Linked DNA regions of Mus musculus: regions 1 and 2 are each linked to region 3. Evidence: chromatin contacts called from public HiChIP or PLAC-seq data. All regions are on one chromosome and are shown on one strand. The core of a region is the stretch at or near the end of the contact, and the rest is flanking DNA. Distances in the headings are between cores, read along the strand shown. Region 1 overlaps Lgmn (legumain). Region 2 overlaps Unc79 (unc-79 homolog). Region 3 holds the start of Moap1 (modulator of apoptosis 1).

Region 1 (4,679 bases), core at 1,145-3,644, 350 kb before region 3:
ACTCCAGGTCCTCTGCAAGTGCAGTTTGAGCTCTTAACCATGAGCCATCACCCCACCTCCACAGCATATAACATGTGACACCCTCGAAATACATAACTAGTAACAGCTAGCTGTTGGCCTTATCACTAATAGTCTATAGCATACGCTTAGGGGTTTGGGTTTTTTTTGTTTTGTTTTGTTTTTTAATGGTTTCTTATGTGACTGTTTTGCCTAGATGTATGTCTGTCCACCACATATGTGTATGGTGCCTGTGGAGGCCAGACAAGAGCATTGGTTCCCTGGAACTGGAGTTAAACACAGTTGTGAGCCACCATGTAGCTGCTTGGAAATCGACCCTGGGTCCTCTAGAACATCCAGCGCTCTTAACCTAGGCTCAGTGGAGTGAGCCTAGGTTCTATGTGTTAAAATTGGTGAAAGGGGTGAAATGTGTAAGAAATCACTCCTCCCTGGGCATGAAACCACCTGGAGACTGATAGCAAAAGAGCTGTTTCTGCAGCTAGGATGCAACATTCTTACTTTGTTTACATGTCTCTTTATTGTTGATGGTTCCAGGTTTGTGAGTGTGTGTGTGTGTGTGTGTGTGTGTGTGTAAACTTTACCTTTTCATTATAGGTCTGTATATAACATAGTCATGGTAAAACAGACTCATCTCCAGGGCTTATCTTTAATTTTTAAAAGTATTTCTAGGTTATACGGATCATCTATGTTTTTCAAACACATCTCCCAAAGCAAACCTGCTCCCGACCCACACCACTCAAACCCATTTGGTCTGGGTCTCCCTGTGCCTGAAATACTGAGCAGTCACAATCCTCAGCTTCCTGACTCTCCAGCATCCCTGGGAGCAAACTGAACCAGGCATGAAGGGGCACACCCGTGTCTGGCTATCTGGGACGCTGAGGCAGGAGGATTCCTGAGTTCCAGGCCTGCCTTGCAACATAGCAAGATCCTGTAAGAGGGGGCTGAGGGAGCAGGCTTACACCCAGCCGCTCTCACTCCCATTTATTTCCTTAGTCGCTAGCACCGATAAGTGTGTGGATTTGCCTGTTCAGCACATGTCACATAAAGCTATCTACTACATGGTTTTAGCACTTGGCTTCAATTGGCTTAATAATGCTATGCCCTATACAGGTACTCCATTCCTTTTTACTGCTGTTTACAGTATTGCCCTGCATGGATACAGAGCCCTGATTTCACATCTCTAACAACTACACCTTGGATGTACTGTGCCAGAGACACAGAGGGGCGTGGCCCCTCCTTGCCTTGCATCTGACTATGAGATGCATGGCCACAGAGGGCCGAGAACAGCTGCTTCTAATGGCGTTTCTGGGTTAGTCAGGCTATCTCAGCATGGTGAAAAGACTTAGTAGGGGAGGACTTACTAATCTGCTTCATAGCCTGAGGGTTCAGTGCATAGTTGCTTGGGCAGAATTGAGTGTCCTGTACGGCAGGGAAAAGTTCCACCCCTCTCAGTGGCAAGAAATGGAGCAATGGATGGAGTCTAGGGAGCAAGCATAGCCTCCAAAGTACAACCCCAGGGACCTGCTTCCTCTAGCGAGGCCCCACATCCTAGAGTTTCCAGAACTTCCCAAACCAGTGCTGCCAGCTAGGACCAAACACTCAGCATACAAGCCTGTAGGGGATATTTCCTATTCCAATCAGAACAGGTAGGAAGATGAAGAGGCGGAGTGAAACTTAAGGAAGAAAGGCCCCTGAAACTGATCGGGGTGAAGAGCTAAACAGTCAGGCATTGTAGGGCAAAAGGAACAGGGGTGGGCGGGGGGGGGGTTGAGGGGGGCTGCAAGCTCACAGAGCGTGGAGCAGGGAAGGGTCAGCCCACCATGAGGGTAAAACACAAACCACAAAGCCAGAGTCCAGAAACAAATGTCTCACTTCACTTATTTGTTTTAAGACATCCATTATTACAGAATAAAATATAAAAGCAATCAAAAATTATATAATTCTAAAAATAATTCTCCCATAGGGGCTTGCTTTCCACCCTCTTCTTCAGTGAAATCACTGTGAAGACGGCAAGAGGTTTCAGCTTTGAATTTCTCAGACGATTCCTTCCCTGGCTAGAGAAGCCGCGGGGAATTTGCTCTTGAAAGCTAATGGACAACAAAACAAACCAAAACAAACAAACAAAAAAACTCCTAAGAAGCAAAGTTCCTTCTTCCAGAGAGCTTTACCCACCCAAACTGGCTTCTTAGTAAGCAGGTATCTTCAAAAAGCAAGCCCTGGGGTGGGCGGGCAGTATTCCTGGGGGCCAGGGGCGCGGGTGCTGCCTCTGGCTCCGCCCTTTCAGTCTCTGGTTGGTTCATATTCCAGTGGACTGTGCTCACTCATTGGGAAGCGAGCTGTTCAGTAGTGACTAAGACACACTTTGTCCATGGCCATCTCTATCCTGCAAGAAACAGGAAGATGAATCAGATGAGTTAAGTCAACCCTGCAGAAAACAAGACATGGGGGGAGTCATGCGGGACAAAGTCCCTAGCCATCACCACTGGGAACCCGCCCTCCCATTCCACCAATGAGTGGCCTCAGGAACTACAGTCTCCTCAGGCCAGTGGTGCCCTCCCCAGTACATCTGGAATGATGCCCATCTTCCCAGTGCCAGCCAAGCGCTGCTTTACCTGTCAATCGGATATGGTGCCTCACAGAGATTGGCCAGCACATACAAGTACCGCAAGGCATGCTCGTACTGCAAGAAAACAGAGACCCACACGTGAGCACCTCACCATGCAGTAGTCACAGAGACAAAGCCATTTCAGCCAGGAGTTGGAGGTCCGTTTGGGTCACAGGTCTGCCATCTTCTTTCGGCAATCTGTAGGCATTCACACGCTCTCCCGGGGAGAGACAAACATTCGCACACAAACCTCAGGGCTGCTGGGGCTGCTGAAACTCTGTCCAGCTTCAGCTGATTCTGGGAACCCAGCTGAGGAGGGAAGCATGACGCACAAATGCCAAACTGGACGACAAAGGTTCAAAGCCAGGCTCTGCCAGGGTTTGGTCTACGGGCCACAGTCTGCCCACCTTGCTCCAGGAGGAGTCAAGCATCCCATTGTGACCACAGGGCGTTTTAGGGACCGACTAGCTGACTGACTCTACAACTGGCCGAAACATAGTTCTTCCTTCTCCATAGACTAGCGTGTGCTCCAACAATGATAAATCTTGGGGAATAGACAGAAGACATCAGGAGGAAGAAAGAAGCCAATGTCTGGAGATGTGAGGATGATGCGAGGGTTGTGGGGGTCACATCATCATGAGAAGCAAGCACCCTTCAAAGGCAACAGTAATGGGAGTTGTCACCTATGACTCTGGTAGACAAGACACATGACTACGGTCCAGAGAGAATCTTTCCATACAAGCCAGTGCACCTGAGTTTAGCACTAACATCTCAGATGCAGGAGACCTGAGGACCCTAGCTGGGCTCACCGTGACAGAGTGCCAGTTAAAGCAGTGTGTGCGGAAGTGGGTTACAGCCTCCTGGTAGCAGTCATGTGCTGTGAGCATGGTCCTCTCTGACAGATGTCTCTCAGCAGTTTCCCCAAATCCCGCCAGCAGGGAAACGATCTTGTGCACAGACTTCTCAATGACGTGCCTGGCCTAGGGAAAAAAAAAAGACAGGCAGCATTTCAAAACGAGTCTAGCTTAAAGTACTCTCCCCGGGCTCTATAGTAAGCAGCATATTCAGAGAACTATCCTGACACTGCCCTCAACCCACCGAGAATTAAACCAATTTAACAGATGCATTCAAGAGAGATGCTAGGTATGTGTTTGGTTTCTGTGACACTGGAAAGGCCAGACCTTCTAGATCACAGCAGAACTGACCCGTGTCACCTGGAGGTTCGCCTGTGCCTGACTGAGACCTGCCTCAGCACACTGCTATCCTCATCAGTCCCTGCCTGCTCCTGGGCACCTCTGCATGCTCAGGAAACCAGGGTGAGTACACAGAGAACACAGGCCACACACACCCCCCCCCCACTACGTGTTCCTCCCAGATGATGAAATAGCAACATAAAGAAGGCACTGCTGAACCCAAACATCCACGAAGTCTCTGACCAACCCAGTGTTCATCTTCTGCATGGATGAACTGTTCACACTCGCCAGAAACTGTGTGATGGAGCCACGTGTGGTCCCAAACACGGGGGTCCCTAGAGCCCTGCGGACCCCGTAATGGCTTCCCATGCTTCAGCAAAAACCCCAGGGCCACAGAGTAAACACCAGCTGTTCCCTGTCACACTGGGCGCAGCCGTCGGTGGACGTGAAGCAATGCTACTGTGCTGCATGAGTTCAATGTTGTTTTTATCTTGATTCTTTTTCTTAGTTTATTTTACATAAAGGTGTAAAGCAGGAAACTGTTGAATCAGTAAGTGTGTAGGCTTAGAGATAGTTTTCAGATTTACTGCCAAAACCAGAGAAATTCTACAATATACACAATGGCTCAGAGGCCAATACAAGGAAACTCTGGTTCGGTTTCCATGTCTACCCAGAGGACAAAGACAAAAGGCTCTTTTCACGGAGCTGTTACTTGTTCTGAGACACGGCCTCATGTAACCCAGGTTGACCTCTAATTCAATATAGCAGCTAAGGAACTCCTGATCTCGCTGCCCCCACCTCCCGAGGGCTGGGACTTGGAGGCATTGGACACAGTGTCTGAATCATTTTATCTCTTAAGACAC
Region 2 (4,426 bases), core at 653-3,152, 400 kb after region 3:
TGGGTAGGAAGCTTGCTCACGCAGAGCATCCTGGAGCTCCATCCTCCGAGGCTCAAGCTCTAGGTGGTTCACTGTGCCCACATGGAGGATCTGAACTCTGGTCCTTCTCCTGGCCGTTTCCCCAGCCCCTATGTTGATTGTGACGTTATTCTGGCATTCTATGGATAAACCCTATGTGATCATGATATATTATCCTTGTCATCTATAGTTGGATCCAGTGTCCAGAGGAATACTGTGCTGTGTTTTTCTCTTCCTGTTCCTTTGTGTTTGTTTGTTTGTTTATTTATTTATTTATTCAGATTTATCTGATGTTAGTTTTAGGGCTATGGGGGCCTCATGAAACAAATAGCCAAAAGTTTCCCTTGTTCTGTTTATTTATGTCAGTCATAAGTTTAGGGCTCTGTTTTCCCTGGAGGCCGCCTTTGACCTTTGAACCAATGTTCCAAGGTGGACTTGGCATGATGAGGCAGAGGCTGATGTACCTAGCTTAGGAGAGCTTCTTGCCCTTCATCCACTTGGGACCTTTGATTTCTTCCTTCTGGTAACCTACTCCCCTACCCAACCACCTCAGGAATTATTCTCTCTGCTGCTTTTGTCTAAGAGACAGAGCCATGTAAAACCCTCAGGTACTTTTTGTTACAAGTGCCAGCTCAGATGCTCCAAGAAAACATGGCGGATCTCCCAAAAGAAGTGAGGATATTCTCACTGCATTCCCTCAGGGCAACCCTCTCTTGGCCTTGCTAGGCTCTTGCTGATAACTCTTATCCACTTCTAGACTTTGTGGCCTTTGAAAGTCACTGGCTTTGGGATACTCAGCTATACTTGGAGAGTCCTGGAATAATTCTGCTGTCACTTTGGCACTTTATGGATCTGTCTGAAAAAAATTGTTATGAAGTATTAGGTTTGACTATGGGTAATTTCATCTCTCTGGGGGAAACTAGCAAGAAAGATAGTGGATAAAACTGTGGCGCTCAGAGCCTAACCTCTAAATCATTGCATGCATGCTCGTTGGTCTATAGCTTGTGTTGTCCTCTCTGTTTGAACGCAGCATGATGGTTCCAGGCAATGCAGCAGGTGTGGCCAAGCAGTTCCTGCGCTGCATCTTCCATCAGCTGGCCCCCAATGGCATCTTCCCTCAGCTCTTCCAGAGTGCCATCAAAGGTAACTCATCCCCCCACCCCCACCCCAGGACCCAGACACCACAAGCCTGGCCAGTCCCCAGAAAGCCTACTAAATCTGATCATTTGCTTTATAGATGGGACTTTTTTAAGGACCTTAGCCACATCTCTCATGGACTTCAACGAGCTGAGCTCAATTGCTGCCCTCAGTCAGCTCTTGGAGGTAGGTTTGCGTGAAAGGTACCCTAGGTCCCAGGCAAAGTTATGTACCACATCTGTCTCCCTCCCTGAGGCACCCCTGGACTGCTTCACGGTGAAGTGTTGTATCTAACATAGAGAAGTCCCAGACTGCTTCACCATGCCCAGGTGTTGCTAGGAAGAAAGCAGCGGCTGCTATTATCAACAGCTCCAATCTTTACTTTGGAAGAGTCTTTCCAGCAGGCGTTGTTCATTACCTTCTTAGCACCCATCCAGACCCATTCTATATCCTTAGAGAGTTCTTAATTCATGATCCCATTTTATCTTCAGGACATAAAGATCATTAGTTTTGCCCCTGCCGTTTTACTAAATGTAGCTGGTTTCCCTCTGTATTCCTTCTGGCTGTTAGAGCAGTCAGCCTGTGTAGCAGGCAGCCCATCGTGTTTATAGTGCAAATATTTAAGGTTTCTAAGCAAACCTTCTCTGGGTAGCTTTATGATTCGTGTCCTGTTTCAGCAGTTGATTGCCTATGCTTTTGTGTTTTTAGGGTCTAAATAACAAAAAGAATTTACCAGCAGGGGGTGCTATGATACGCTGTTTGGAAAACATTGCCACGTTCATGGAAGCTCTGCCCATGGATTCTCCTAGTAGTCTCTGGACCACAATCAGCAACCAGTTTCAGACATTTTTTGCCAAGCTGCCTTGTGTTTTACCTCTGAAGGTGAGCTCAGCCCAAGTTTTTTTTAGCTTCCATTACTTTCTGCCCATCTGCTTACAGAGACCAACATGCGAAGCACGGTCGGTCAGGTGATCTGATAGAGCCCAAGAAGCTAGGGGAAATCTGTCAGCTAGAGGAGAGAGTTATTTAGGTCATCCACTCTGCTGTCGGCAGCATGGAGTGGGTACTTTGCTTGCTGATAATGAAGGTACCCCGTGACCACGTGGTTTTTAGTTGAATGCCAACCGACTGTGGTTTGTTTCTTTCCTTTCTTTCTTTTTAAAATTTGTGTTTGTTTCATTTTCAGCGAGGGAGCTAGAACTCAGCCTCCTGTGCATGCTAGGTAATCATCCTATTACTGAACTATATCCCCAGTCCTTAGGTGGGCTTTCTGCAGAAATGCTCTTCTCAAGTGGATATCCAATAGGCAAGGAAATTAATAGCTTATCTAAAAGGAATCCAGACGTAGGTAAAGTGTTAGCTTTAGAGAATTATTTAAAGTGGCATGTGTTTTGTTTTGTTTTGCTTTGCTTTGTTTCGGTTTTTCTGAGTAATGTTCAGGAAAGAGCAAGATGATATTCAGTGGTTAATCTGTAGTTCAAGGGTCATTGTCGTCAGGGGCCTGATAATAAAAAAAAAAAAAAAAAATAGAAAAGGAAAGAAAGAAAAGCAGGAACTTGTTTTATTAAAGCGGGAGAAACCAATAAGACACATTCTTCCTGTATGTCATCAAATAAAGAGTTGTACCGTAAGAGAGGAGGTGTGAGTTGTAATTGCTCCATGGAGGTGGGGAGAAGGTTGGAACTCACGCCTCCTGACTCCCAGTCTAGTGCTCCTGTATGACTGCACACTGCTGTAAACCAAGAAAGCCGCAAGCGTTTGTATCTCCAGGACCGGGGCCAGGAGGTAGCCAGCCTTGGCAGAGCCACTTCTTTGTCCCTTTGTCTCCACTAGAGTTGTGTGACTTCTTCATGTAACTCAGATAAAATTACTACAAAGCAAAGTCGAATAACTTGTTCATCTGACCAGTGAAGTCACATGTTGGTACTTCTGGAATAAATGCCTCATATGTATAAGATGTTGCAGAGGTCAGCTAACCGTGGCAATCACAGTTGTGGAACCAGTGGATGCTAATAAGGATGCTGATAAGGAGCTGGTAATTCGGAGCCTTTAGCTTGCCGAGTGCTGTTGCTAGGGTTCAAGGGGACTGTGGAGAGCAGCCCAGGTTTCTGTATCACCACTCTCTGGGTTACCTGTTTATCCATAGCTTAAAGTAGATGAGCAAATCCAAGCAAAGAGGACTAGTCCTGGGCTAGCTAGATAGCTCAGGGAGTAAGGGTGCTTGCCACCAAGCCTGACAATCTGAGTTCAATTCCCAAGTCCCCCACAATGGATGGAAAGACTGATTCCCAAAGATTTCAAACATCCATATGTGTGCACACACACACACACACACACACACACACACACACACACACACACACACACACACACACACACACGAGCCATTCAGAAGCACCTATCCCGATAATGAAGATGCTGAACTCCATACTGACCAGCAGGGGGTGCTGCTGCTGTAAACAACTGGCATGCCTAATTTGTGACAATCAGCTGCGCCTGCAGGGACTCCACCCTTAATGAGTTGAGTGGTGTGGTGAGAGGCAAGGTACTACGGAGAACGGAGCCCCTTGACAGCGTTAATGCATGGCACCTATGGAGGACTGCCCTCCTCTCCTGCTGATGGTGGCTATGTGGGAACAGGCCTCAGCATACAGATCTTCCCCCAACTAAGATGACATTTTCTGGCTTTTAAGTCACTAGAGTTTGGCCTGATTAGCAGCTAGTTTTCAGCTCCTGCTTTAAAGTAAGTAAATGTCACACCAATTCTGAAGGCAATTGGCATATTGAACAGGCCGAGGTTCTTTTTAAAAGATACTTAGAAAATGCCGTCAGGATTTGTGTAAGAGCGTTCCCTGCTAGGTCAGATCTGAGAACTGATTCCGTTTTGTCCTTAATCTCTTGGGAAAGTAATACTCTCCACTGAAAAGCTTGCAGTTTGCTTTTGAGAAGTCTCATTGAAGTGGATCTTGGACTTCAGGGTGCACCGCAGCTCCTGCTAAACACAGGGCCACGACTGGTCAGAGTTTGGCCCGAGGATTTGCATTTGAACAAATGCAAATTTCAGGTGACAGACGAGCTGCAAGTCCTGGGATCCAAGATGATTCCCTCTGGCTTAGTCTGTACTGTGTGGAAGGCTTCAGTGCAACCTTGTAGAAATGTTGCTAAGGATATGCTTGCAACAGTAAAGGGCAGCTTATTTGTGCTCTGCCATTTCCTCCCAGTCTCTGTAAACACAGGGATTTTCAAAGCACATTTTCATGTAGAATCTTGT
Region 3 (4,380 bases), core at 1,623-4,122:
GCAGGGATTATCCTGTCGAGTTTACCCCCTCAGCTTAGGGTCTCACATACAGAAGAGGCGTGGCATTTATTAATGCTTGTGTGTCTATACAAAATGTAAAGTTTCTCACCGAGGCAGCAAATGAGTGACCTGCAGGACAGTGCATAATGTATCTTAAGCCACTATACAAACATGAGCAGAATCACAGCTCTCAAGAGTCCACATGCCATTCTGCAGTGGAGAACATAAGGAAACTTTCCATGTATTCCTAACTCAGAGTAATCTATCACACTCCCAAGACTACATGTACACACGGTGACAGTCTGGCCTTGATTCTTTGTGTAGTTCCCTCCCTTAGTAGAGAGAACAGCAGCTTTGCAAGAACCAGAACAGCTCTCATTACTGCCTGCTTCGTCTTGGGCATACATCCATTTCCCAGGTGATCTTAGTTTCCCTGTATGTAGTTTTCTCTTTGGAGGTAGGGCCTCCCTCTGTAGTTCTGGCTGGCCTTGAGAGGCCAGTCTTCCTGACTTTGGCTTTACTTGTTAAGCACTGGGGTTATAGGTGTGTAGCACCAGGGTTGGAAAAACACAAACCTTCATCTTCCCTTTCTCCCTCAAAATTCAATATTGATGGGCCTACTACTCGCCACAATCTGTTTATAGTCTGGTTCCTGTCAAACAAGCAAGTTCCTATCCCCTAGGTGCCAAGAGTTCAAAGAACTAAGTCTGTAATTTCAGTGGCTTTCAGATTCACACTATAAAAACTTTTGTTCAGCCTAGTGTAGTTGTGCAGGCCTTTAATTCCAGCACTCAGGAGGCACATTTCTGAGTTTGAGACTACCCTGGGTCTATAGAGTGGGTTCCAGCACAGCTAAAGCTGCACAGAGAAACTGTCTTAAAAACAAAGCCAAAAAATTATTTTCCTTCAAATGTAGTATTACAATGTATACAAAGATCAAATATTTTATTATCATTTCTTTATTACTCCAAGAAAATGATATTTAGAAGCAGACGTTTTGGCAACATATCAGATAGTCACAAACCTAAAACTAGTTGTAGAACTGACCACAGCATTCAGTTGTGCTTTTTGATTGCACAGAATCGATAACTGATTTTAATAAAAGAAACTAAATATCTTAACCAGCCTTGGCTCAGGGTCTTCAGCATAAATGTGGGCAACACCTGAAAACTATTGATAACTGATAGCACCATCACATATGACTATTAAACATGCATATAAACTTTTGACTTGCTGGGACACTGTACTAGCAGAATGGTCTTTTGATTTAAATAATTATCAGTGTAGAATGACATCATTTTTATCAGTAAAACATTGGGGAGACATTCAGTAAACAACACGACAAAGGGCGAGTTACTTTGGCAGCATAAAGAGTGGATGGGCTGATCTCTGCAATGAGCTCTTCCATCTTGTTCTGCTCATGACAGCCTTGGGTCTTGGGTCAAGTGCAATAGCCTTCTAATTCGGCCTGAAGGAGGACCTCTTCTTCTTCGGCCTCCTTATCTTTTATCAGTGTCAGCAACTGCAGTAAGCCTGGGGCTGGGCTACCCTCCGGCAGCCCAAGCTCTCTTCGAACTGATTTGTGGACTGCCCCAGCAATGACTTGGTCTAGACGGGCCTGATTCACAACTTCTTTCTCAATTGCTCCTTTCTGAACCAGTTTCTGCAATAAAGGCTCCAACCTTAGAACATAGGCAGACAGCTTTTCATCAGTCTTCTGATAAGTAGTAAGGTATTTGACCTGCAATGCTCTAGGATTATCAATAATCCCAAATATTGTCTCAAGCGTCTTCAGGCATTCTGCAACTGTAATGAAGGGGTTGTTTATCTTGAGGACTCGAATAATTTCAAATGCTGGACCTCTAAGGCTCTCTATCAACCGCCTTCTTTTCTCTACATCTGACACCTGCCATGTTTTCATTACTTGGGAAGTATGAAACATCCAAGATTCAAATTCTTCCTCACCTGGTCCTGGAGGATCCCTGCCTGAGAACACACTCAGCTTTTTGTACCTCAGATACTGCAGGGTAGGCTTAAGGGCCTCATTTAATGCCTGTGCTAACATGGGTGCTCGAATTTCAGGGATCATTATGCCCGGGTCTAGGCCGAGAGGGTCATTCCGATTCCCAAGAACTCTGGTTAATTCACCCATCGTCATGCCCTCCCCCTTTAAAAACTCATTTAATCTGCACAAAAAGTCACTATCAGTATCAGGAGGCTTAAAGATCACTCTCCAGACACCTCCTTTTGCAGGTATTTCCTTGGGGACCAGGGCACTGCCAGTCTCTACTGTAAGCCCAATCAGGGCTACATTCTTGTTCTCATCCCTCCTGAACATCCTCCCAAGCAGTCTGTGTTCCCCTAAGGGAGCAAGGCCAGCCTGCAGGGCCTCCTCTATGTCTGCCACTCCGCAGGTCGGAGGGATGCCGGCAACCAATAGTGCTTTCCGAGGATTCATATCCATCCCTCTGCACCAGTCTTCTAGAAGTCTCAGTGTCATGGTGCTCAGAGTATTTAAATTCTAATTCGACCAGGGCGCCGCCGCCGCCGCCGCCGCTTACAGTGATGTGCGTGCTCGTCTCTTTAACACGCAGAGGTCCGGGAGCCTGAGAAAACAGAGCATCCACGTTAAGTTAACCGTGTCTGACTCCCGAGCAGTTCCTCCGCCCACCCGCCACAGGCGCTTAGAAACGAACGCCATCAGGATCACCTGCCCGTAGATACATCGCTTGGGTCCCGGAGAGGACGTCTGACCTTTGCGGGGTTTAGGAGAGACCCGGGCTCCCCGCGCCCGCCTCCCGGCCGAGGGCAGAAGAACGACCGCAGCAAACGCCTCAGGGAACAGACAACCGCCTCTGGAGGCGGCGCGAAGCTGACAGCCTGACGTCATGAGAGGCCGGCGCGCGTTTCCGGCCCTAGACGGAAGCTCTGAATGCGGCGGTATCCGGGACTGCGAGCGGGCGGGCCACTCAGGACAGGAAGGTGAGACCCGGGGCTGCTCGGCTTGGCTGTCAGGCTGGCCCGGCGTCCGGCCGGGAGCCGAGCTCGGGCCTCTGCAGGCCAAGCCTGGCGCCACTGCCCAGCTCAGCTCGGCGGCGGGTGCAGTGGGGGGCGGGCCCGGCATCTCCAGGTGGTTCCCCCCGCCTGGGGCTCCGGAGGGCGACGGGGCCCGCCGCCGCCGCGTGACCAGCCGTAGTCACGCTGAGCTTAATCACTACTAGCTCGTGCTCCCGCCGCCGCGCTCACCTTCTTCAGCTGCGCGACCCAGAGGGTTTCTCTTAAGGTGGCTTGTTCTGAAATGCCAAAGGCACCTGACTGTTCAGAACTGAGTGACTCTTGCTCGCTTGCAGGGGGAACAGGAAGATTTTCGGGACCACTGTAAGTGTTTGAAAGAGTTACCGTCTTAACTTGGGGACTCCGACGTTGGTTTAACGAGTAGAACTCAACCCAGTGCCCACGTCTGAAATAGTGTTAAGCCAGAAAGCATTTCAACTGTCAAGAGCAACGTCCTGTGGGGAAACTAGATGTTTCATTATCTGAAACGAAGGTGTACTGGGTCTACTCAAGCAAGAAGTGATGATTCATTCACTCTGGGGTTCACATAAATAACAGCACTCAGTAGACACTGAAACCAGTATTTTTATGTGCTTACAACTGTTATATAAAACCACCTGTAAGCTGTTTACAGCTGTTAAATCTTAAAATGCTCGTGCTTTTCAGAACTCTTGAATTTAAATCATGTGCACTTGGAATAGTTGCCATGGCAACATTATTAGACCTTAACAATAATTTTTCTGTGTTTGCATTGAAGGCACAGAGCATGGAGAATGATGAACTTCCGTCAGCGGATGGGATGGATTGGAGTGGGACTGTATTTGCTAGCAAGTGCAGCAGCGTTTTATTATGTTTTTGAAATCAATGAGACTTACAACAGGTTGGCTTTGGAACACATTCTGCAGCACCCTGAGGAGCCTCGGGAAGGAACCACATGGACACACTCCTTGAAAGCTCGGTTACTTTCCCTGCCCTTTTGGTTGTGGACAATTATTTTCTTGATTCCGTACTTACAGATGTTTTTGTTCCTTTATTCTTGTACGAGAGCGGATCCCAAAACAGTGGGCTACTGTATTATCCCCATATGCTTGGCAGTTATCTGCAATCGTCATCAGGCATTTGTCAAGGCTTCTAATCAGATCAGCAGACTACAACTGATTGACACATAACACCCATCACCGGTTTCCCTTATTGTAAGACTGCCAGCACTGTATAGTGGCTGACCACAAGACTGCAGTTTCTTCACAGGTCTCAGGAAGTTGTGGTGGAACGAGACTTAAAAAGTGACAAGAGGACTGACTACTTTATCTGAATAATGACTTTTTA

The links. HiChIP or PLAC-seq counts read pairs in DNA pulled down with a chosen protein or histone mark.
Region 1: an H3K4me3 HiChIP or PLAC-seq map of bone marrow-derived macrophages shows a contact between it and region 3, with 3 times the contacts expected there. The contact joins the enhancer-like site here to the promoter of Moap1 in region 3. A contact is called at or near these places in 2 of 39 promoter capture datasets (liver and neutrophils), 8 of 484 Hi-C or Micro-C datasets (cerebral cortex, embryonic stem cells, reprogramming fibroblasts and 1 more), 10 of 115 datasets of contacts at active chromatin or transcription factors (bone marrow-derived macrophages, effector CD8 T cells, embryonic stem cells and 2 more) and 3 of 9 other capture datasets (adipose tissue, embryonic stem cells and liver).
Region 2: an H3K27ac HiChIP or PLAC-seq map of epiblast stem cells shows a contact between it and region 3, with 6 times the contacts expected there. The contact joins the enhancer-like site here to the promoter of Moap1 in region 3. A contact is called at or near these places in 3 of 39 promoter capture datasets (embryonic stem cells, hippocampal neurons and pre-B cells), 2 of 484 Hi-C or Micro-C datasets (B cells and pro-B cells), 2 of 115 datasets of contacts at active chromatin or transcription factors (epiblast stem cells and large pre-B cells) and 1 of 9 other capture datasets (adipose tissue).

The regions. Positions count from the first base shown.
Region 1 is chr12:102,392,212-102,396,890 of GRCm38.p6, forward strand. Lgmn (legumain) reads right to left here. Exons shown (of 14, transcript NM_011175.4): 12 at 3,433-3,603; 13 at 2,631-2,698; 14 at 1,871-2,401. The coding sequence ends at 2,359. Among named protein-coding and RNA genes, the nearest start is that of Lgmn, 45 kb to the right of the region's middle. Within about 2 kb of position 2,395, at least 6 of the 459 cell types and tissues checked have an H3K27ac peak or open chromatin away from gene starts, as enhancers often do. A contact at or near this core is called in bone marrow-derived macrophages, where this site is marked.
Region 2 is chr12:103,140,724-103,145,149 of GRCm38.p6, forward strand. It overlaps Unc79 (unc-79 homolog), which reads left to right. Exons shown (of 49, transcript NM_001081017.2): 36 at 1,049-1,161; 37 at 1,256-1,341; 38 at 1,864-2,037. Among named protein-coding and RNA genes, the nearest start is that of Prima1, 99 kb to the right of the region's middle. Within about 2 kb of position 1,903, at least 18 of the 459 cell types and tissues checked have an H3K27ac peak or open chromatin away from gene starts, as enhancers often do.
Region 3 is chr12:102,740,789-102,745,168 of GRCm38.p6, forward strand. Moap1 (modulator of apoptosis 1) reads right to left here and starts at 2,873. Exons shown (of 2, transcript NM_001142937.2): 1 at 2,755-2,873; 2 at 1-2,606. The coding sequence starts at 2,500. The coding sequence ends at 1,442. It overlaps Gm20604 (predicted gene 20604), which reads right to left. Exons shown (of 2, transcript NM_001142939.1): 2 at 1-2,606. The coding sequence ends at 2,584. It overlaps Tmem251 (transmembrane protein 251), which reads left to right and starts at 2,972. Exons shown (of 2, transcript NM_177140.4): 1 at 2,972-3,378; 2 at 3,812-4,380. The coding sequence starts at 3,299. The coding sequence ends at 4,223.